Regions from separate parts of the Mus musculus genome. Here all the other regions are linked to region 3. The links are chromatin contacts, called in public HiChIP or PLAC-seq and promoter capture Hi-C maps. All regions are on one chromosome and are shown on one strand. Each heading gives the region's core, a stretch centred on a gene start, on an enhancer-like site or on the middle of the called end of the contact. The rest is flanking DNA. Distances are from core to core; before and after follow the strand shown.

Region 1 (2,700 bases), core at 173-2,672, 1.4 Mb after region 3:
TCATTTCACAACTGTAGGGGGCCCTCGGGGTCGCCCATGGCTCACCAAACAACGCCACACTGCGGATCGGTGTATGCCACCCTTTGGGAACGCACGGTCTGCAGGGGACCATGCAAGGGGAGCGGGTATCATCCACCACTGCATTAGTTTTAAGAGAACGAGAGAGCGAGCGCGGGGGTTGGGGGGAACGGCTAAGTGTCCGACCCCTGGGTCCCCATCCCGATGTCGCACGCCCGGCCAGGAGCTCGCAGTCCGTGCCTCTCCTCCGCCCGTCAACCCCGGCCGGCGCCGCACGCGGGTAGCTCGGGGCCGCCGCGCTCCGGCTCGGCCGAACAAAGGGCCCGAAGACCTCCGGGCGCTGCGGCGGTGGCGCTCTCACCTGGGCTCCGTCCCCGGCGGCGGCTCCGCGGGGCTCCGGCGGCGCGGGCCTGGCGGTGGAGAGGTCGCTCTCGGCCGCCCGGGGCCCTCGGGGGCGCTCCGGCGGCGGGGGCCCGCTCAGTGCCGGCGCCGCAGGATCGAGTCCGGGCGCGGGCGGCGGGTGGGCGGCGGCACGTCCCGGCAGGTCCAGGTCCAGTGCCCGCGACGCCGCGACGCGCCCTGCTCCTAAGTCTCGGCGGGCCGCGGCTCGGACGCAGCCCGGGTCTGAGGCGGGGACGGCGATGGGCGGCTGGGCGCGGGGCCGCTCCGCTCCCTCCGCCTCAGGCTCCGGCTCGAGCGGGCCCGCGGCGGCGGCGGCGGGAGCGCGACGGCGCGAGGACCGCCTGTCACGGGGGCGGCCGGGGTGACCCGGCGGCTCTCAGGGCTGCACGGCGACGCGGACGGCGACGGCGGCTGCGGCTCCCGGGGCCGTCGCGCTGAGGTGCGGAGCTGCCACCGCGGCCATCTTGTTGCTCTAACTGACAAGAACCCCCCTCCCCCCGCTCCAGCCAGACGCGGCGCTCGCGCCCCCGGCCCCGCCCCGCGTGGGCCTCCAACAGGAAGTCGTACCGGCCCCCGGCACGTGACTCCCACCGCATCTGCATACCGGAGGGCGGAATGGCCAATCAGCGCCCTGATCCTGAGCTCCGCCTCCAGGCAGTGCTCCCGATCCCATTGGTTCGTCACGAAAAGACCACGCCTCCTCCTTCTCCCCTAATACCCGCCCGCGCTGTGGTCGTCCAGACCGCGCGTGGAGCGCGCGGGGGTGCGAGCTGCGCGTTCTTCACGCGCCTCGGACGCGCGCCTTTCCTCGGAGCTGACGCTCCTTCCCGGTCAATGCGGAGAGCCGTGCGGAATTCTCCCGTGGCCGCTTGCCTTCACGCTTTTGGGCACTGTGACTCCGCGTTAGCTTGCGCACCAAAGGGCCGCAGATTCAGTTCTGCGTAGCCGCCTCCGTTCTCCGGTTCTGCGCCCCGCCGTATCCCGGGTTTGCGCAGCGTTTTCGCCCGGCGGCGCTGGCCCTCTGCGCAGCGGCGCCCTGAACCTGGCGCACGCACTGGCGCGCCTCCGGCCCGTGCCGTGCACACGCCCTGTACCTCCCTACGGTGCACACTCGTACGTGCGCGGGACGCGGCCTAGAAGCTCGCTGCGCGCTCCTCGCGGCATCCTCTTGGCCCCCTCCTTCGCTCAGAGGCTCCCCGGGGATTGCTCTGACGCGAGCCAAACAATCCCGGCTGCAAAGCAGCCCCCTGGGGAGGCCTGCTTTCCCCGCAGCTACTCCACCCTACAGCGAACGCAACCTGCCCACCCCAAGCCCTGGGCTGAGACTACACACCCCGCATTTTCTTCCTGGCTCTGGGAAGCCCGCGGTGGTCCTCCATTCTTTGGCTCCTCCTTGGTATACATATACGTAATAATCTGGTGGGTAAGGTCCGAAGCACTGTGCGCTCCGTAGAGTCCCTTTCAAGTTTCTGTTCAAGCCACGGGAAGATTTTGAAAGCTCATATTTTTCTCCACAGAGGGTGATGGAAGGAGCCTAATTCCTCTCCACCACCACTCCCGACCCTGATGTTCTGGTAGATCCGCGATGCTTCTGAAAGTTGTCAGTGCTGTAAGAGGCCATTCCCTGTCTATGTGTTCCCGTCTGGAAGAAGAGACAACGCTCTAGTAGTACCTTCGAGATGCAGTTTTGCTGCCGCCAGTGTCATGTTTTGAAATGTTTGTGGAGAAAAGGGACACAACAGACTTGCTGCTCTCGTTTCCCTTCAGGGTCCCGTGAGCTCTGTACACTCCTTTCTTTCTATTATATTTTAAGCCTTCTGGTCGTCAGATTTACTTACTCTCCGAAGTCGGCTTCAAACGTCTGTTGTGTATTTTTCATCCTGCAAACCCATATCCCCTAGAAAGATCTGATGGCAGATGTGGCTCTCACAGAGACTTCTGCCTTTTCTATTCAGCATTTTATTGACTTCAGTTTAATTCTTGACTGCTGAGAACCTGTATCTTTTGTGTCTCAAAAGTCCAGATATTATCACATGATCCAGGAAGGAGCACAAATAGCATCCTGCAGTTACACAGCATGCACTAGGTAGATTGCTAAATCCATGAGGAGCCCAGAGTCTGGGTGCAAACAACACTGTAAAACTTCAGTTATTGGAATATTGAACCAAAATGACGTCATTTAGCATTTGTCCTTGCCATTCATTGACTTTGTGACCATGACCTCTCCTCTCTTCCAGCTTTCTTTGTGATCGTCCCCTCCCCTCGAGCTTACTTAGCCTG
Region 2 (2,700 bases), core at 153-2,652, 1.0 Mb before region 3:
TAGGCCAAGAATGAATGAATAGTAGTATAGCTGGTTGTCCAGGACCCCAGAGCTGCATGCAGGTGACAACCCCTCTTCGTGCCTCGCCTACATGCCGCCAGGCCTGCAGCTTCTTAGCAACGCTGCAAGATGGCGCTGCGGCGGGAGGAGGAGGGGCGCGGGGCACGGCGTCGGTGCCCGGCGCCGCCGCCTGCTCCAAGCGCCCCGGCTGTTCTGCGCTGATGGGGCCAGATGGGGCCAGCCGTTTGTCGCATCGTGGCACAGCTGCAGGCGGTCAGTGCAAAAACAGCACCCCAACCGGTGTAAGCGTGTCCTGACAAGCCACCCCCAAACCTGCGAGTAACCCTGTAACCATGAGTTCCTGGATCCCCCACCTAGTATTTCCTTCCACCATCCGCTACTCAGCAGGACCCCAGCTCTGCACCTCCATGGACACTCCGGTCTGTAACCTCACCTGTGACCCTTGGCCTCCGTGACAACCACCACGAAGTCAGTGACCTCTTGAGATGCCCACAGTCTCAAATCAGCTTCCAGTCTCAGTCGCTCTCCCATCTAGGGCTTGACCCCTCATCCTCATCTCAGCCTCCCCGGACCTTCGACCTCCGTACTCTCCTCTAACCTGCCTGGATGCCCCTGGCCTTCGTCACTCGCAACCATCGGCTCCTTCTTCCAAAACCCCCACCCACTTAGTAGCAGACTTCTTTGGAGCCCCAAAGCCTCGATGACCCCACTGTCTCCATCTCAACACTCCGTGTCCCTCCTCCCTGTCCCGTCCAGTCTCCTTTCCAGTAGCCGAGGCCTGCATACCCTTTCCCTCAGCCCACACCCTTCGTATGCCAAGACCTGCGTGTCCCTTCTCTGCTGTGTCTCCGCTCGGTGCTCCTCAGCTCCCATAGCATCAGCCTCTGTGCCCTCTCCCCAGCCTGCATCCTTTAGTGTCCCACAGCCTGTACCCCTCCTTCTGCCTAGGTCCCCTACCTTTCCCCCAGTCTCCATGCCTCCCAGGCTTCGGCCCCCTCCGTATCATCTGTGCACTCCTACCTCCCCTCCGTGCCCTCAGACTTCATTTGCCCCCCCCCCACCGTAGTCCCAGCTTCCGTGCCCCCTCCCCATCTCTTAGTGTCCCACGACCTACGTGAACCTCCCCTGCCTCTGTCCCCTCTCCGTGTCCCCAGCCTTCGCGCTGCCCAGCCTCTGCGCCCCTGTCTTCATCCCCCCTTATTTCATAGCCCCCCCACCTCCGTGACCCCTCTCCTTCCCTCATTGTCCCACGAACTGCGTGCCCCTCCCCTGCTTTGTCCCAGAAAGTAACCCCCAGCCCCCATCTCCATCCCCCCCTGCTCCCCCCCCCCCACCTCGCGCGCGCTCCCGCGTGTTTTCGGACTGCACCAGCCAGAGCCCCGCGGCGCCGCGGCGGCGGGCGGAGGCGCCTAGTCTGTCGCCGCCCCCACTGGTGCCCGCGCTGCGGCGGTGGCTGGGGGCGCTAGGAGCGGGGGGCCGTGCGCTCCGCACCTGCGGAGGCCGCTGGACGATGATGCCGGAACGCCGGCCCAGGCCGCCGGCGTTCTGAGCTTAAGCGCAGCGCCCGCCCTGGGGATGCTCATCGCGCTGCTGGCCCTGGCCATGTCGTCGTCCTTCTTCAACCCCAGCTTTGCCTTCAGCTCCCACTTCGACCCGGGTGAGTCCGCGCGGCGCCCTCGGAGGCGGCCTTGCGGCTGCGACTGCCCCCCCACCTGTCTCCCTACCGCCGACATGATGCTGCTGGAGCCACGGTTTCCCATTTTGCCTGGAAATTAACCCTTTCTCCGCCCTGAGTCCCCGCAGAAGAACAGGGACCGGCGAGGACCCACTACAGGTCTCCGGAGGTGGGCAGGCCTTGGGGCCAGACCCTGTACAGCCGGCCCCTTCAGCGCTGGCTGGCAGCATCAGCCCCTGCCTCTTTGGATGCCTCCCTGGCACAGGTAACTGGGACAAGAGGGCCTGTGTTGGCCCCAGGTGTCCCGGAGAGAGGTTGCCAGGACTCAGGGCCCTGGGGAGGTGAGGGGTGTTCTGTGAGGCAGGGCAGGAGCCCAGGCCCGCTGTGGAAGCTTGCTCATCCATGTTCTGGTGGAAGGCTCCTTCCTAACCCTGGTGCTGTTTTCTGCAAATCCCTGGCAAGGCAGCGTGCCCATCTCCCTCGGCAGCCTGTGGTGGGTGTGGGGACCGACGAAGACCCTAGCATGAGCCCACCTGAGGTCCCATTCTAGAGAGGTGGTGCTGACTAACTGCACAGGACCTGGGGTCGGGCATCTTGCTCCACCTGGCTAGTGGACACCAGGGTAATGTGTTTACCACAACTGCCTGGCCACGGTGGACAGCTGTGGTGGGCAGAGGGGGCCAGGGCAGCTGTTTCTAATCCTGATTCTGTTTGCTTAGCCTGGGAGGGAGGGGAATGAACCTGTGCCCAGGAGGAGCCTGGAGTCCCACCCACAAGTCCCTGGAGCTTTGGCTTTGGCTGCACAGCCCAAACAAAGCCCGGCTCACATACGATGACTCTCCTGGGTCTCCCTCCTGGAGTGGGGCCAGAATGTGCAGTGATGCACAGAGTCCCCTGGGCAGGGCTGGATCTGAAGGCATTTGCTCCCAGGGAGGGGAGCCGATGGAGCTGTCTATCTGGTATAGGGCTATAAGTGTCCTTTGCTCAGAAATGACTTCCTGGGT
Region 3 (2,700 bases), core at 27-2,526:
GGCCACTGTGTCACCAGCCAATTCCACCCAACTCTCCCCTCCTCCAGAGTTCTCACTTCTTCTGGAAGGCTAGGAGCAGCCTCGGGTCCAAAATGTTCTCTTCTGGCTCCCAGCTGTTGTGTCTGGAAAAGCAAAGCAAAGGGGGGTGGGCGGGCTGGTGAGCAGCATCCAGGTGGGCTGCCGGGGACAGCTCCCACAGCCCCGCTGGGACAAGGGGCACTGCGGCAGAGGCTGTCCTCTGAGGTCTTAGAAGTCCTTAAAGTTAGTTAGCATCCCAGCCTCAAACCCACAGGCAAACTGCCACCTCAAACCCCAGCAGGCCAGGAGAGGACTCGACAGTCTACACTGGGAGGAAAACAAACCCCAACAAAGAGCAAAGCTGCCGAGGGAATCCCCTGGGCCTGGCCCGGAGCCAGGGAGGGGAGGGAAGGCAGGTAGGGGAGGGGGAGCCGGGGGGCACAGACGGAACAAAGTGGAGGATACCACCGAGAGCGCGGGCAGGGCACCGGGTTTGGGGAGTGGTATCTGGAGGGGATGGGGCTCAGGAAGGAGGGTGGCGGGGCAGCTACAAAGGAAGCCCTTTCCGGAGAAGGCCGGGTCCCCGTCCCTCATTGAGAAGAAAGCAAGCTCGGGCCGGGGGTAGGAGTAGGTGGGGGAGCCCTCCCACCAGTAGGAAGCTCAGGTTACAGCAGGATAACTTGGGCAAGGGGAGGGGGCCCGCGTCCCGCGCCAGCCGCGGCCAGCTCCTGGGCGGGGGCGCATGCAACAAATGGGCGCCAGAAGCGCGCGGCGCGGAGGCGGGCCGGGCTCCAGGGACTCGGGGCTGGAGGCCGCCCTGCTCGCTCCCCGTGGGCTCGTAAACAAAGGGCAGCGCCAGTCGGCCAGAGTCCTCTGGGTCCCGAGGCACAGGACTTCCCGCCCGGGCCTGCGATGCGAGGGTTCCCACCCAGGCCGGGAGGCGCGCGCGGGAAGGCGGCCGCGCACCGGAGACTCACTTGGAGGACCAGCCGCGCCACTTGACCAGGTACTCCAGCTTGCCCTGCGGAGAGATAAGAGCGGGCGGTTAGCCCCGCAGAGCGCCAGGCGCACGCGGGGAGCGGGCGGGGGCTCACGCACCTTGCGGAGCCGCTTGCTCAGGATGCACTCGGCGGCGAAGACCTGCTCGCCCACGCTGCTCAGCTCCTCCATGCCGCCGCCCGCCGCGGCCCGCGCCCCGCAGACCCCGGCTCACTGCTGCACACAAAGCGCCGCCCCCGCCGCGCCCCGCCCCGCGCACGCGCGCCGGAGTCGCCCGCGCTGCTCTACCCGCAGCCGCCGGGCCAATAGGCGCGCCGGGCGCGCGGGGCGGGGCGCGCATTGTTCGTGGTAGCCGCGGCGGGGACCAGTCCGTGGGGTTGGGCGCTCTCTGCACTGTGTCGGGAGGCTGCGTGCTCCGGGAATCCTGGGGTCCGGCCGCTCCGGATCGCAGGTCCCTGCGGAAAGCTATTGTTTGGCCAGAGGGCGGCGAAGCGGGGAGCACGCGGCGCTTCTTGCCCCCGCCAGTGAGGGGCGCTGCTCCCCACTAGTCCTCTACCAGTCAGGGGTACAAAAAGAGTGGAAAAGTACGGGGTTCGGGAGGGGACACCGAAAAAGGAGCCTCGAAACTCTACTTAAGGTTGTAGATGAAAAATTCAGGTCACTGGAAGAAGACTGAACTCCGAACTCTTAACTAAAGAGTTGTGAAAATGGGACCTAGTTCCCCGACTTTTAGTACGCGCGTGGGGACACAACCAACTTGATTTTTTTCTTAGTTTATTTCACGATTTTGGTGACGTCGACGTGGGCCAGAGGGATCGGTGTGCAGACTTGGGTGTAACTGGATTCTTGTCACTGCTTGCTAGCTCTGCTAGTAAAGTCCTTTGGATCAATTTCCAGGGGTGGCCCCGGTCCTCCCAGGTCGCCATGGCTTAGGCGCCCTACCCATTTATTTTCCCGCTCAGACATAAATTCCGTTGAACAGTCTCCTTTGTAAGTTTTGAAGCGAGTCAAGCACATGATGAAAGAAGCGTTCTCTCATTTAATAAAGCAGAATCCAATGAAAATTCGCTTTCTGGTTTTGCCTCTTTCTTGAACAGGCTGCGAATCCAAAGTCACACCTTTGTAGGACCTTGTCTTCACGTAACCGTGAACCTATTTATGAAGGAGTAATATCTTTTGGTTGTAAAGCTTTCTGCCCTAAGAAACGAATATCGGGAAACCACTGGGTTTTAGGGTATTCTTCAGTTTAGTTGGTTGGTTAAATCTGCTTTGGAAAGAGCTCGCAGCTGTTTGCAGAGGGGGCAGGGAAAGAGACATTTTTTTTCCTTCTTTTTTCCTTCTTGAGAGCGCAATGATTGCTCATTTAGGTGCTTGGTGCAGTAGTGGATGAAGCAAGGGGGAAGAGAGCCGCTGAAGTCTCCCAGACAGCTCTTTTTGTCCCTGTTCAGATCAGCTGGGCAGTAAATGGTTGCGCTGTACAAAGGTGTGCTTATTGTAATCCTATAAATAGCTGGATCCATTTCAACTGCTGCTTGCGCTTCGGGATTCTATGGGGTGTCACATTTACTGTTAGAATCTGCCCACTATTCCCTTTCTGGAACAGGGTATACCAACACAGTTGCTTACTTATTTTTTAAGAGCAAAGAACTTTAAAAATACAGTTCTTTCTTGTTTGGCGAGAAG
Region 4 (2,700 bases), core at 98-2,597, 1.2 Mb before region 3:
CAGAGAGCCGCGCGCGGCCGGAGAGCCGACGACGAGAGCACAGCTAAAGAACCCGAACCCCAGAAATCCTCCCCCGGGTGGCTGGGCGTGACCCCCAGAATTGTGCACCCTCCTGAGGCTTGGGCAGCACTCGTACCCCCAGCTCCTCAAGGTTTGCTTTGTTTTCAAATTTCGCATCGAAACGCCGGGTCTGAGACGCCTTTGTCCTCCGGTGGAGGCCAAGCTCTGGAGTCCGTGGGCTCCCTCCTGCCGAGTTTCCCGCGCGGGTGGGCGCAATGGGGCCTGCAAGGCCAGGCCGCAGCCAGGAGCGCGCCGGGAGCGAATGGCTCCAGCGTCGCTTCACAACCCGCTCCCTGCGAAACCCGCCCCCCCCCCATCAGCCCAGCTAGGAACGGGGACTGGGTGGTGCAAGACCCCCGCTCTGGGAAATGGACCGGTCCCCGGACCACGCCACGCGGGTCTTGGCCTGAGCCCGCGTGCTGCCCAGAACGCGCAGCATGAAGACGCCCCACTGTTCAGCCCCCCTCCTCCATCCCAACTCCCCCAGAGAGGGAAAAAAAGGGAAATGTTCTGAAAAGAATTAAGTCTGTGGGGAGCGGAACCTGAAAACCTGCCAGTACCCCTCTAATCTCCTGTCCCTTCACTGAGGCCCGGAAAGCCGTGGCCACGGAGAGCCGACCGTTCCCTGCGCCACGGAACGACCGGGCGGAGCCCATTCAAGATTGCTGGGGGAGGGGAGTAAGATGGGGGAGCAAATAATTGGGGTTCGCTCCTGGTTCCTCCAGAACTGGGCTCTCACTGACTGTCCATTCGGGGCTACCCGCGAGGCTCTTGCTGAACGAAGCTTGGCGGTCTCTGTCCTGTCTCGATAATTTATTTTTAATGCAGGGTGTCGATCGAGACAACAAGCGCTCAGAGCAAAGCAAGGACGCATTACGGGGGGAATTTTAAACCGATCGATAAAATTTTTCAGAAGAAAAAATATCGTACTCATATATATAGTCCATCTTTTAAAAAAAAGCCTTTCAACATCATAACGGATTTTAAAAGGGAAGCTCTATTATTTAACATCACAATCCTGAATTTCTTTTGCTTAAAAATGTAAACCCCCAAAAACCAAAATAATATAATAAAATAATAAAAATAGCAAAAAAAATTAAAAATGAAAGCAATTTGAGTTACTTACTGGAGGCTGTTTCCTGGATACAATTGAATGCAATACAATTAAATCAGTAAATGTGACTTTGGTTTGTATTCCTATTGGTATTTTCAATGTGCTGACTGTTGCACTGTGAATGCACGGCTTCCACAACAACGACTCTAGCGAGCCCATCCAGAGCGGCTCTCAAACCTGCAGCCCGGCGCGGCGAGCCACGGGCCCTGCATACTAATAAGCTCGTGCCACTCAGCCCGGAGCAGCCCGAGCGCTGATTGGCTGCTCGGCCCTCCACGGCCCTGAGCTCGTGCCACTCATTCGGCGTAAACAGGCCTCCCAATAGGCTGGCGCCGGGCCAGGGAGCTGCCAATCAGGGAGCAGCAGGGCTACTACCAAGCCTGATGGCGCCTAATTCAAGCCCAGCGACTGCGCAGCTCCTTTGCGCAGATCATTGCTGCTGAATGGGAATGTGGTGGCGCAGGGCGGGAGAGGAGCTAGGGATAGTGAGAACGGGTGTCCGTGTCCAGGGGAGACTTGTGGTTTTGTTTTTCCATAATTTGTCAGGTGTAAGGTTTGGGGCATTTTTATTTGTTTTTATGCACAAAATAAAAAAGAAGAAATAGCCTCACGCTGTAAACCAGATGCTCTGTCCATACCAAGGGTCTGTTTGGCAGGTGGCAGAACCTGCTGCACGTAGGCCCAACTTCCAAGCGCAGATTCTGAGTTACCCTGATGTACCTCCACTCCCAGGCGCCCCCCACCCAAACTAGGAATACACTTCTGCCTGAGGCATGCCCACAGGCTCCATATATGCCCTTCTTCCCCCTGCCCGAGAGGCAGATGTACCTTTCTTCGCCAGCCATCTATCTGTCCGCTCTCAATTATTATCTCCCTCCGCCACACTTTGCAGCGTAGCAACAATCGAAATGAAAATCGAGGCTCTGTTGCCAAGATAAGGATTTACTTTTTCTATCAGCCCCTAGATTTTAAAAATATCTTCACTTGATAATTTTAGGGGTGGTTGTCATGGTGTGAAAACCATGCTTAGCATTTCTCAGGGCCTGTCCCTGCATATTCGCAAATTTCTCTCTACAATGGAAAACAGCCTCTAAACAATTCTCTTTATCATAATCAGAATCAAAGCGCTTTTAAAATATTCTGCAAGCAAATATTTCGGTTAGAATTTGGTTGCCTACCCAAATGTTATTTATTCTCAAGAAGTAGAGGTGATGTCTTAGTGGCGATGAATACATAATTTCTGCTTCTCTTTTTCTCTGTGTGTTGGGGGGGAGTATTTAAGTAGATGCCAATCGACACAGCTATATTCCTTTGGATTTTTCCAGTCTCTTTCCTGCGTGGACACAAAGGAGTTAAATCTGAGATCTGTGGTCTCCTCTCTTTCCCCGCCTCCCTTGCTTCTGCAAAACGGTCACGATTGGTTGGCACTTTGCCAGCGGGCTGTCCATCACTAAGTGTAAACAAGGCGCTGATTGGCTGTTATCCAGTCCGCACCGGGCCTCCTGAAAAAAGCAATTACTGGCTCC
Region 5 (2,700 bases), core at 196-2,695, 1.1 Mb before region 3:
GGAAACACAGAAACGGGTCAGATAGATTGTGGACAATGACTTCACTTACAAACGATGAATACAGACACTTAGTATTTTGGTTTTTTCTTTTTAAAGATTTATTTATTTAATGTATATGAGTACACAGTTGCTGTCTTCAGACACACCAGAAGAGGGCATTGGATCCCATTATGATGTGGTTGCTGGGAACTGAACTCAGGACTTCTGGAAGAGCAGTCAGTGCTCTTAACCACTGAGCCATCTCTCCAACCCTATTCTGGCTTTGTATTCAATTACTCCTTTTTTTTTTTTTTTGTTCGAGACAGGGTTTCTCCACGTAGCCATGGCTGTCCTGGAACTCACTTATGTAGACCAGGCTGTCCTCAAACTCAAGAGAGCTGCTTGTCTCTGCCTCCTGAACGCTGGGATTAATGGCTCATGCCACCAATTGCTCTTTCTAGCTTTTCCTTTCTCTCTCTCTCTCTCTCTCTCTCTCTCTCTCTCTCTCTCTCTCTCTCTCTCTCATCTCTAGAAGCTGCTCTGCCTGATGCTGGAAGAATTTGTCCCTTGTCTGAGATCTTGCATGGGCCTCAAATTGTTTTCTAGGAGAGCCTCTTTAGGCAGCTTGAAGTTCCTCCTTGCATGCACAGCTCTGGCCTCCTGGAATCATTGTGGGGTCTTTCTTGGACCTCAGGTCCCTAGGCCTTCATTCACCACAGACACCACCATAAAGAACACTGCCAGGTGCCAGTAATCCACTTAGGTGTTGGAGCGTTCTCTTTTCTCTAGTCTCTTTAATGTCCATTACTCCAGGAAGAATTCTCATTAGTCCTTCCAGTACAGAAGCCACCATCTCTTGAAATCCTAGATTTCCCTAGTCTCTCCTTTTTACCTTTCCTCTGGTTTTCTTTCATATTAGGGCAGTAGACCATTTTCACCCACTTAGCGTATCAAACAGACACATCTCCATGCTCCCTCCTCCAGGCTGTTGTGACTTTGCTGAGTCTCTGAACCTCCCGGTGTCCCGATGATTTTTATCTGTAAAACGTTAAGTGCTAATTTTGTCCCAATAAGTTGGCATTCAGTCTAGACAGGTCCTCCAATTGTGACCCAAAATCCTTCCTGTGCGCAAGGACCTGAAAATTAACCCTCAAGAGCCCACTCCTCACCTGAAAGGTAGTCCTTCTCTTTCTCTCCTGTTGTTCCACTAGAGGTTGTACCCAGCAAATGACTCTTCTACCAGCGGCCACAGTCACTAGTCTAAGCCTGGAACCCCTAACCCAGATTGTAGCCCCGCCCTGATTCAGACCCCGCCCCACGTCCCGCCGTCCCTCCCCCCACATACTTCTTATTGGCCAGAGTTACGCCTAGCTCCGCCTCTGGGCCCACCCAAACCACGCCTCCTCGGGCATACACACCTACTTCTAGTTGGCTGGCGTCCCGCCTCATCCCGCCCTTTGATACCGTCACTTCCTGGTAGAGTAGGCTCCGAAGGCGGAAGTTTGGGTGCCGGAGGCAGCGAAGCGGAGCTGAGGTGTTGCTAGCGTTGCCTGCGGCGCTTCCGGGTTCCCGCTTCACTCTGGGGAGGCGGAGGCGGGAACCTGGAACCATGGCTATGAGGCTGCTGCGGAGCCTGGCAGGGTCTGGAGGCTGACCTCGCGACGCCTGTCCGCGGCCCCCCCTGCTTCAGGTTTAGGGTTATCTAGGGTCGCTCTGTCCTGGTCCCTAGACCCTCAAAATGACGGCCGCCTCCACCTCCAAGTGGGGGCTGATCACGAACGTGGTGAACAGCATCGTGGGCGTCAGCGTGCTCACCATGCCTTTCTGCTTCAAGCAGGTGAGTCGAGGGCGCGGGGGCATCAGGTTGAAGTGCTCGTTTGGTGGGAAGGGGGTGTGAGCACCGCGGGTCGGGAAGAGACCCAAGCAACGTCCCCGAAGCGAGTCGCGGTCCGGATCTGCGCGCTCAGCGGTTGCTCACACTGTACGGAAAGGCACAGAGAAGGATACGTTAGCGGATTGATAGTGGTTTTGTTGGTCCTGTTTTTGACTCTGACCGACTGCATGGCACGGAAGCATGCCGGTCCTCGGCTTCGGCTACTCACCTTTACTCAAGGCGATTTAAAGCATTCGTTTGGTCTGATCTGTATCATGTGTCACCGCAGTTGGAAAAGCCGGCATACAAAAAAGTTTGGTGTTATTTCTGTGTTGAATGCCACATGAAAAGATGGTCATTTCTACGTGGCTTTGTTGTGTCTGCCAGTGAGTTGCGGAAGCAGATGGAAACGTCAAATTGGGTAATGACTCTCTTAACAAAGGGAGTGGCGGGGTTCCCCGTCGCTCATCCATGCCACGCGGGCTGCTGTCCTGTTCTATTGAAACAGTGGGTTATCAAGGCAGAGACCACTCCTCCTATCTGATGACTCCCAGGAGATGAGGTGGAAGATTAATCCGGGATAGACATTTGGAAGTGAAAATGGGTTGTTGATAATTTAATAGTAGACTAACAACTACTTCGTGTGTTTTGTCGTTCACATCCCAGGCTAAAAATAGAAAACAAGTTTTTTTAATCAATGAGTTTTTGATCCTCAACAACCTATCCTGATTGAGACTGTATCTAGGGTTCCCGGGTAGGGTATTTGATATGGTTAATAGATGTAGACAGGAGGACAGAGCTAGATCCTCTGGGGTGACATCTGTGTTGTGAACCCCAGTGTTGAGTTG
Region 6 (2,700 bases), core at 110-2,609, 1.1 Mb before region 3:
CACCAAAGGATGTGAATTTTGATATGTATAAACCAAATCTTTCTCTTAATTTTAAAAAAGAAGCCACCGTGAGCGCATGCCTTTAATCCCAGCACTTGGGAGGCAGAGGCAGGTGGATCTCTTGAGTTCAAGGCCAGCCTGGTATACAGAGTGAGTTCCAGGACAGCCAAAGCTGCACAGAGAAACCCTGTCTCGAAAAAACAAAACAAAACAAAACACAAAACAAACAAACAAAAAAGGAAGCCACCATCAGTGTTTAAAAGCACCTACTATGCTGAGTGGTGGTGGTACACACCTTTAATCCCAGCACTTGGGAGGCAGAGGCAGGTGGATCTGTGAGTTCAAGACCAACCTGGTCTACAGAGGGAGTTCCAGGACAACCAAGGCTACATAGAAAACCCTGTCTCAAAAAAAAAAAAAAAACCAAAAAAACAAACAAACAAAAAAAAGCACTTGTATAGGACCGGGTTTTAGTTCCCAGCACCCACATGGCATCCTACAACCATCCATAACTCCAGTTTCAGGAGATCCAGCACCCTCAACATGATGCAGAAACTTACACATAATAAATCTTAGAAAGAAAAGATGAAAGCCAGGTGTGGCGGCACTTTGCCCGTAATTCCAGATTTAGGAGGGGAAAAAAGCAAAGGATCAGGAATTCCACGTCATTCTCAGCTATATAGTGTGTTCGAGGACAGCCTGGGCTACGTGGTATATGAGATGCTTTCTTAGTGCAAAAGTGGCTGAGGTTCAATGGCAGAGTCCTTATTTAGCACATGCAAGGCCCTGGACCACCATCCTAACTTACCACACACACACACACACACACACACACACACACACACACACACACGCACGCACGCACACACGCACTCACACGCACGCACACGCGCTTGTTCATAAGATTAATATGCGGATAATTTTTAAAGCATTTGAGTTTATAACATTGTTATTTAATGTAACTTCTGTTGGAGAGGCCATCTGAGCTTGTGGGTCCCGAGCCCTTTGGCAGACAGGAAAGACCACATCTATACACTTGGAGACTCCGACAGTGTCTTTGAAAGCAGTTAGGAAAGATTGGGGATAGGAGGCATCATTGCGCGGTCCTGCCAAGGCACCGGAGAGGCCCAGGGCTGCGCGGGGGCCTCAGAGGGTGCCGGGACCCGCAGGCTCCGCCTCCTTAAAGCCCCGCCCCTCTGCCTGCCCCACTCCACTTTGGCTTTCGGCAGCTCCTCCCACTCCGGGACTTACAGGACAGCCTAACGGCCCAATGAACTACCCGAAGATCAGGGCGGGCGTCCGGAGAGCCAATCCCTGAGCGGCGCGCGCTGCAAAGGCGGGCCGGCGTGACGGACAGCGGAGGAGGCACCAGGCTGGTTGCTAGCCGCCGCCGCCGCCGCTCGCCCCTGCGGACAGCGTTTTATTGTCACCCACGGCGGAGGCCGCGCCAGCCCCGTGGGGCCCCGGGTGGCTCTGCAGCCGCGCCCGCCAGGCCGAGCCCACGGGCCCTGCGCCCCAGGCTAGGTCCGCGCAGGTGAGGGGCGTCTCGCGGTGAAGGGTCGGGCCCTGCAGCGAGGTCGGCCTGTGCCCAGTACCCCCAGCCCCGGAAGGTCGCCGTGGGCTCCATTCGGGCGGCCCGGAACCCCTGCCTTAAACCTCAAGAGACCTAGGGGATGCGGGTCGCCCGCGGAGGAGCACAGCAGTGCGCTGCTCAAGGGCTCTGCCTCTGCGAGTCAGCTGGCCCCCGAGGGAGCAGGCTCCTGCCCCTCCGGCTCCTGCGGGAGGCGCGGTTTTGTCCAGGGTGAGGCTGGCCTCCCCAGCCTCCGGCCATCTGGCTTATAGATTTCCATGGAGAGGCTATGTTTACCGCCCAGAACCTCACTGGCTGCACGTGGTGCTGGGAAAGCTATGTCCACCAGACTTAGGAGCTTAGGATCCACCAAGGTGTAGCCAGTGCCAAGAAGGGCAAGGTATTAGGTTTCACCTACACAACCAGAAATGTGTAACGGGGACACTGGCCGGACTGATGGCAAAGCAGCCTCAGAGTAGGGACACTGCCCCCTACTACACACATCTGGATGTCAGTACCAAGGCAGCTTGACTTTGGACCATGGTGAGTGTATGCTCCTGGCTCCCTGACTCTGAAAGGGGATTGTAATCACTTAGCAGTTGTCCCATGTCCCATCTCCCAGGTCTCAGGACCTCAGTGCCCTCCACACATCAGGACCTAAGACTGTGTGGTCCCTGTCCTCTCAAGGGAGTCCTAGAGAAAGCAAAACAGTTGGTAGAAGAAAAGCTGATGGTGCTGTGGAGGCAGGGGGATTGCAGATGCAGTGGTGTGCTAGGATGCACTGCCAAGATTTGAGGAACAGCAGGGAGGGAGGCAGGCTTAGTTAATGCACAATGAAGTGCTTATAGAAAACAGGGTCAGAGCTGGACTTCTCAGGTACTCAGATTTACTCTGCCATCCTGAGAAGCCATTTCCCCTGTGGGTATAACCTGAGCTGAGAGCAGTGTGGAAGTATTGGGTGATGTGAGCACGGGCCCTGGCCGGATAGCCTGCTGTACTTGTGCAAAGCTCAGGGATGGAGAGGGTGTATAAAGGAGAGAGTCTGGGGCAGAGTTCAGGGCGTCTTGGGCTTTCAGGGATGAGAAGAGCCAGTGGGAGACTGCAAGAGAGAGCACCCTGCAAGGGAGGTA
Region 7 (2,700 bases), core at 101-2,600, 1.2 Mb before region 3:
GAGTGCTGCAACTTGCCCTTCAGTTAGCTACAGGCCCTCTCAGGATCCCTGGACTTCTGAAAAGAGGAATTTCAAAACAGAGCCATAAAGGTGGCTGAGTACTGCCTTCAGCAACAGGGAATTAGATGTTAGCTTCTGTGACAACCTCCTGGGAGATGCTGGGATTGATAGCGCTCAGGTGGAGCCCTGCAAATCCAGGGTTGTAATGTACCTCATTTACCTCCGGGGCTCATTTTACCATCGGCGGCACCAGATTACAGCCCCTACATCAGGTGGTTGTTTTCCTTTTCTTCTTGGTTTGCGGATTTCACTTGGAGCCAAGATGCAGAAAGGGAGAAAAGGTTGGGAAACACCTCCAGGTCTGAGACCAGGACAAGGCGGTGAACTCAAGAGGAGACACCTGCCTGCTCCTGTAGGTATGGCTTGGCTCTTGTTTGTCTCCTGCACTTGCTGCCCTGGCGTGGCTTGGGGCACACTTGAGATGTATCTTTCCCTGTCTGTCTGGGGCAAGCCAGCAACAGCTCTCTGGCCGTGGTCCACTTTAGCCTGAATATTTTTCAGCACTCGATATTTCTCCGCTCAGAAAGCAAATGAGTCGCTGCCCACTAAGGTGGTCCTGGGGCAGTGGCCCCCAATCCTGTAGTCCTTCCTGAGAGGGCCTATGCACCTCTGCCCCTGAACTCAGAGACGCCTTGAAAGCTGAACATCACATTATTACCACTCGATCTCAGAGAACCTTCCTGACTTCTGGGGATGTTGCACACCCTGAATTTCAAAGTTCAAGGCACTGCGTGTCCCGGGTGCAAGGGGCCATTCTAAAATCAAATCCCCTGGGGCTTCCTCTCCCTAGAGTCCAGATATGATTCCCTTACACTTCCTTCCGGATTTGGGGGCATCTTTCCAGATAGTGGAAAGGAATCCAAAATTTGTAATTCCACGGCGGAGCCAGCTCGAAGCTGCAGACACTCTCGGCCTCAGAGCCCAGATCCTGAAAAGCTTACCAGTTTACCGTATCTTCTCGGGGAAATAGACCCTCCTCTTCGGCCACACCTCCTGGATCATCTATTGGCCAACCTGAGCACCGCCCACGCGATGCCATTGGTTTGCACCGGCTGCCCAGACAAAGGGAGCGGCCGCTGCGGGAGGCGATGGGGCGGGGCTAGGCGGAGGCGCTGGGGCAGGCGGGGACGCTGCCCTCATGGAGGCGGGGCGGGGGCCTCCACGTGGGTGGGGCTGGGCGCCCTCCCCACCCCCACGAGGGCCGCGGCCGTGGGGCGCTGGTAGCTCTCCCGCCCCTCCGCCCTGCACCCCTCCCGCCCTAGGGCTCTTTCCTGGACTGCGGCTGCAGCCTTCTCTTCCCGGAGGGCTCAGAGTTCGTCCCCTTTTCGCGATTGGGAACGTGGACACGCCGGAGCCTGGATGCAGAAGGGCGCGCGGGAACAGGGAGCTGGTGCGCGAGCCGCAGCCCAGCGTCCAGGCCGCCCCACTCTCTGCTGATCCAAAGGACTAGGGAAACCCTGCGCGCCGACGGTGGCCTGGACGTTGGCGCGGGCCCTGGCGCTAAAAAACGGATCCCATTTCCAGAAAGGCGGGCCGGGTATCCCGCTCCTGCCTCCTGGAGAATTAGCTCGGCGGAGGTCGACCAGCCGGGTAGGGAGGGAGGGATGGAGGGACAGGCCTAGGGTCGACCAGCCGGATAGGGAGTAGCTTCTGGGAGCTCCCTTGCCTACGGAGGGCCGGTGAGGCTGCCCTCAGAGCGCCGCCAGGTACGTGCTTTTTCCTTGTTTCCCGCGCGCCCAGAGCACACTCTGGGGAGGGAAGGAATAAAAACCCAGCTGGTGTGTAGGAGATTTTCGCACCAAACGTGTCTTTCTGAGGGGTCCTGGGACGGTAGCCGAACTCGGGGTAGCCTCCTGAGCTGTATTCTGGAATCCCTACTGGGCTCTCCACCACCCGTAAGACGGGCTTGGAGCCAGTTCCTGTGGAAATGCGCGTCACTTTCTTCAGAGGCCCACGAAATTCATCCAGGACTCCATGGGTACTACAGCAAGATGGCTCTGTTTCGAAGTGGTTCATACAGTTATCCCCCAACCCGGAAACCTAGAATTCTCGTTTTCTGAACCGGGATGTTTACTTTAGGGAAACCTGGTCTTGGCTTCTGCTGCGCGCCGGGTGTCTAGGAACGAATCCCTCCTGGATCCGGGAACCCCAGATTTGCGGGGTTAGGAGATACCCTCAGAGTTGTGGTTTTTTGTTGGTGGTGGTTTGTTAAGAGCCTGGTAGCTGAACTGGAGCGGGCCCCGTCCCCTCCCCCATACCCACTTCAAACAAAAGAGCTCCTCCGAGAATATTTTTTAAGGGGAAAGCGCTTCTGAATGTGGACCCTCAGTTCTCCCCGCCCCCCGTTCCGAGGAAGGACAAGGGTTTTATATGTGTGTTTAAAACAAAGGCGAAGCTAGACGCGAGTTGCCGGGAAAGGGCCGCTTTTATTTTAAAGTTCTTGAAGAATTCACTTTCTTTTCTCCCAAGTTAGCTGCAGCTGAGCCAGAAGCGTCCCCACTGGCTTACCCGATAGTGGGATTTTACACGGTGTCGGCTAAGGGTGGCTTTGTGAGAAGACCATTTCAGAAGAAGAAACGGGGCTCTGGCTGGTGGGGTAGAAACCCCTATGGAATGAAAAGTACTCCCAGTCTCTTTGAG

What was found. Promoter capture Hi-C pulls out the DNA fragments that hold promoters and counts their contacts. HiChIP or PLAC-seq counts read pairs in DNA pulled down with a chosen protein or histone mark.
Region 1: a contact with region 3 is called in an HNF4G HiChIP or PLAC-seq map of pancreatic cancer cells. The contact joins the promoter of Tnrc6c here to the promoter of Cbx2 in region 3. A contact is called at or near these places in 1 of 39 promoter capture datasets (liver), 1 of 484 Hi-C or Micro-C datasets (embryonic stem cells) and 1 of 115 datasets of contacts at active chromatin or transcription factors (pancreatic cancer cells).
Region 2: a contact with region 3 is called in a promoter capture Hi-C map of pre-B cells, with 2.2 times the contacts expected there. The contact joins the promoter of Aatk here to the promoter of Cbx2 in region 3. A contact is called at or near these places in 2 of 39 promoter capture datasets (the C10 cell line and pre-B cells) and 1 of 115 datasets of contacts at active chromatin or transcription factors (pancreatic cancer cells).
Region 4: a contact with region 3 is called in a promoter capture Hi-C map of pre-B cells, with 4 times the contacts expected there. The contact joins the promoter of Bahcc1 here to the promoter of Cbx2 in region 3. A contact is called at or near these places in 5 of 39 promoter capture datasets (the C10 cell line, cranial neural crest, embryonic stem cells and 1 more), 3 of 484 Hi-C or Micro-C datasets (all in embryonic stem cells) and 3 of 115 datasets of contacts at active chromatin or transcription factors (embryonic stem cells, large pre-B cells and pro-B cells).
Region 5: a promoter capture Hi-C map of pre-B cells shows a contact between it and region 3, with 3 times the contacts expected there. The contact joins the promoter of Slc38a10 here to the promoter of Cbx2 in region 3.
Region 6: a promoter capture Hi-C map of pre-B cells shows a contact between it and region 3, with 6 times the contacts expected there. The contact joins the promoter of Cep131 here to the promoter of Cbx2 in region 3. A contact is called at or near these places in 1 of 39 promoter capture datasets (pre-B cells) and 2 of 115 datasets of contacts at active chromatin or transcription factors (astrocytes and embryonic forebrain).
Region 7: a contact with region 3 is called in a promoter capture Hi-C map of pre-B cells, with 5 times the contacts expected there. The contact joins the promoter of 2810410L24Rik here to the promoter of Cbx2 in region 3. A contact is called at or near these places in 3 of 39 promoter capture datasets (the C10 cell line, embryonic stem cells and pre-B cells), 3 of 484 Hi-C or Micro-C datasets (all in embryonic stem cells) and 4 of 115 datasets of contacts at active chromatin or transcription factors (embryonic stem cells and extraembryonic endoderm stem cells).

The regions. Positions count from the first base shown.
Region 1 is chr11:117,653,011-117,655,710 of GRCm38.p6, reverse strand. Tnrc6c (trinucleotide repeat containing 6C) reads right to left here and starts at 1,422. Exons shown (of 22, transcript NM_198022.2): 1 at 1,025-1,422.
Region 2 is chr11:120,045,847-120,048,546 of GRCm38.p6, reverse strand. It overlaps Aatk (apoptosis-associated tyrosine kinase), which reads left to right and starts at 1,402. Exons shown (of 14, transcript NM_001198785.1): 1 at 1,402-1,678. The coding sequence starts at 1,597.
Region 3 is chr11:119,021,597-119,024,296 of GRCm38.p6, reverse strand. It overlaps Cbx2 (chromobox 2), which reads right to left and starts at 1,276. Exons shown (of 5, transcript NM_007623.3): 1 at 1,117-1,276; 2 at 996-1,039; 3 at 57-122. The coding sequence starts at 1,188. Gm35829 (a long non-coding RNA gene) reads left to right here and starts at 458. Exons shown (of 3, transcript XR_389218.4): 1 at 458-1,024.
Region 4 is chr11:120,231,594-120,234,293 of GRCm38.p6, reverse strand. It overlaps Bahcc1 (BAH domain and coiled-coil containing 1), which reads right to left and starts at 1,347. Exons shown (of 28, transcript NM_001347621.2): 1 at 1,187-1,347. It overlaps 2900052L18Rik (RIKEN cDNA 2900052L18 gene), which reads left to right and starts at 2,677. Exons shown (of 2, transcript NR_151480.1): 1 at 2,677-2,700.
Region 5 is chr11:120,150,096-120,152,795 of GRCm38.p6, reverse strand. Slc38a10 (solute carrier family 38, member 10) reads left to right here and starts at 1,445. Exons shown (of 17, transcript NM_024249.5): 1 at 1,445-1,816. The coding sequence starts at 1,718. Gm11769 (a long non-coding RNA gene) reads right to left here and starts at 2,389. Exons shown (of 3, transcript XR_389232.4): 1 at 2,082-2,389; 2 at 1,398-1,958; 3 at 75-1,017.
Region 6 is chr11:120,085,486-120,088,185 of GRCm38.p6, reverse strand. Cep131 (centrosomal protein 131) reads left to right here and starts at 1,359. Exons shown (of 26, transcript NM_009734.3): 1 at 1,359-1,534.
Region 7 is chr11:120,188,506-120,191,205 of GRCm38.p6, reverse strand. 2810410L24Rik (RIKEN cDNA 2810410L24 gene) reads left to right here and starts at 1,350. Exons shown (of 3, transcript NR_030682.1): 1 at 1,350-1,766; 2 at 2,530-2,700. It also overlaps Gm9734.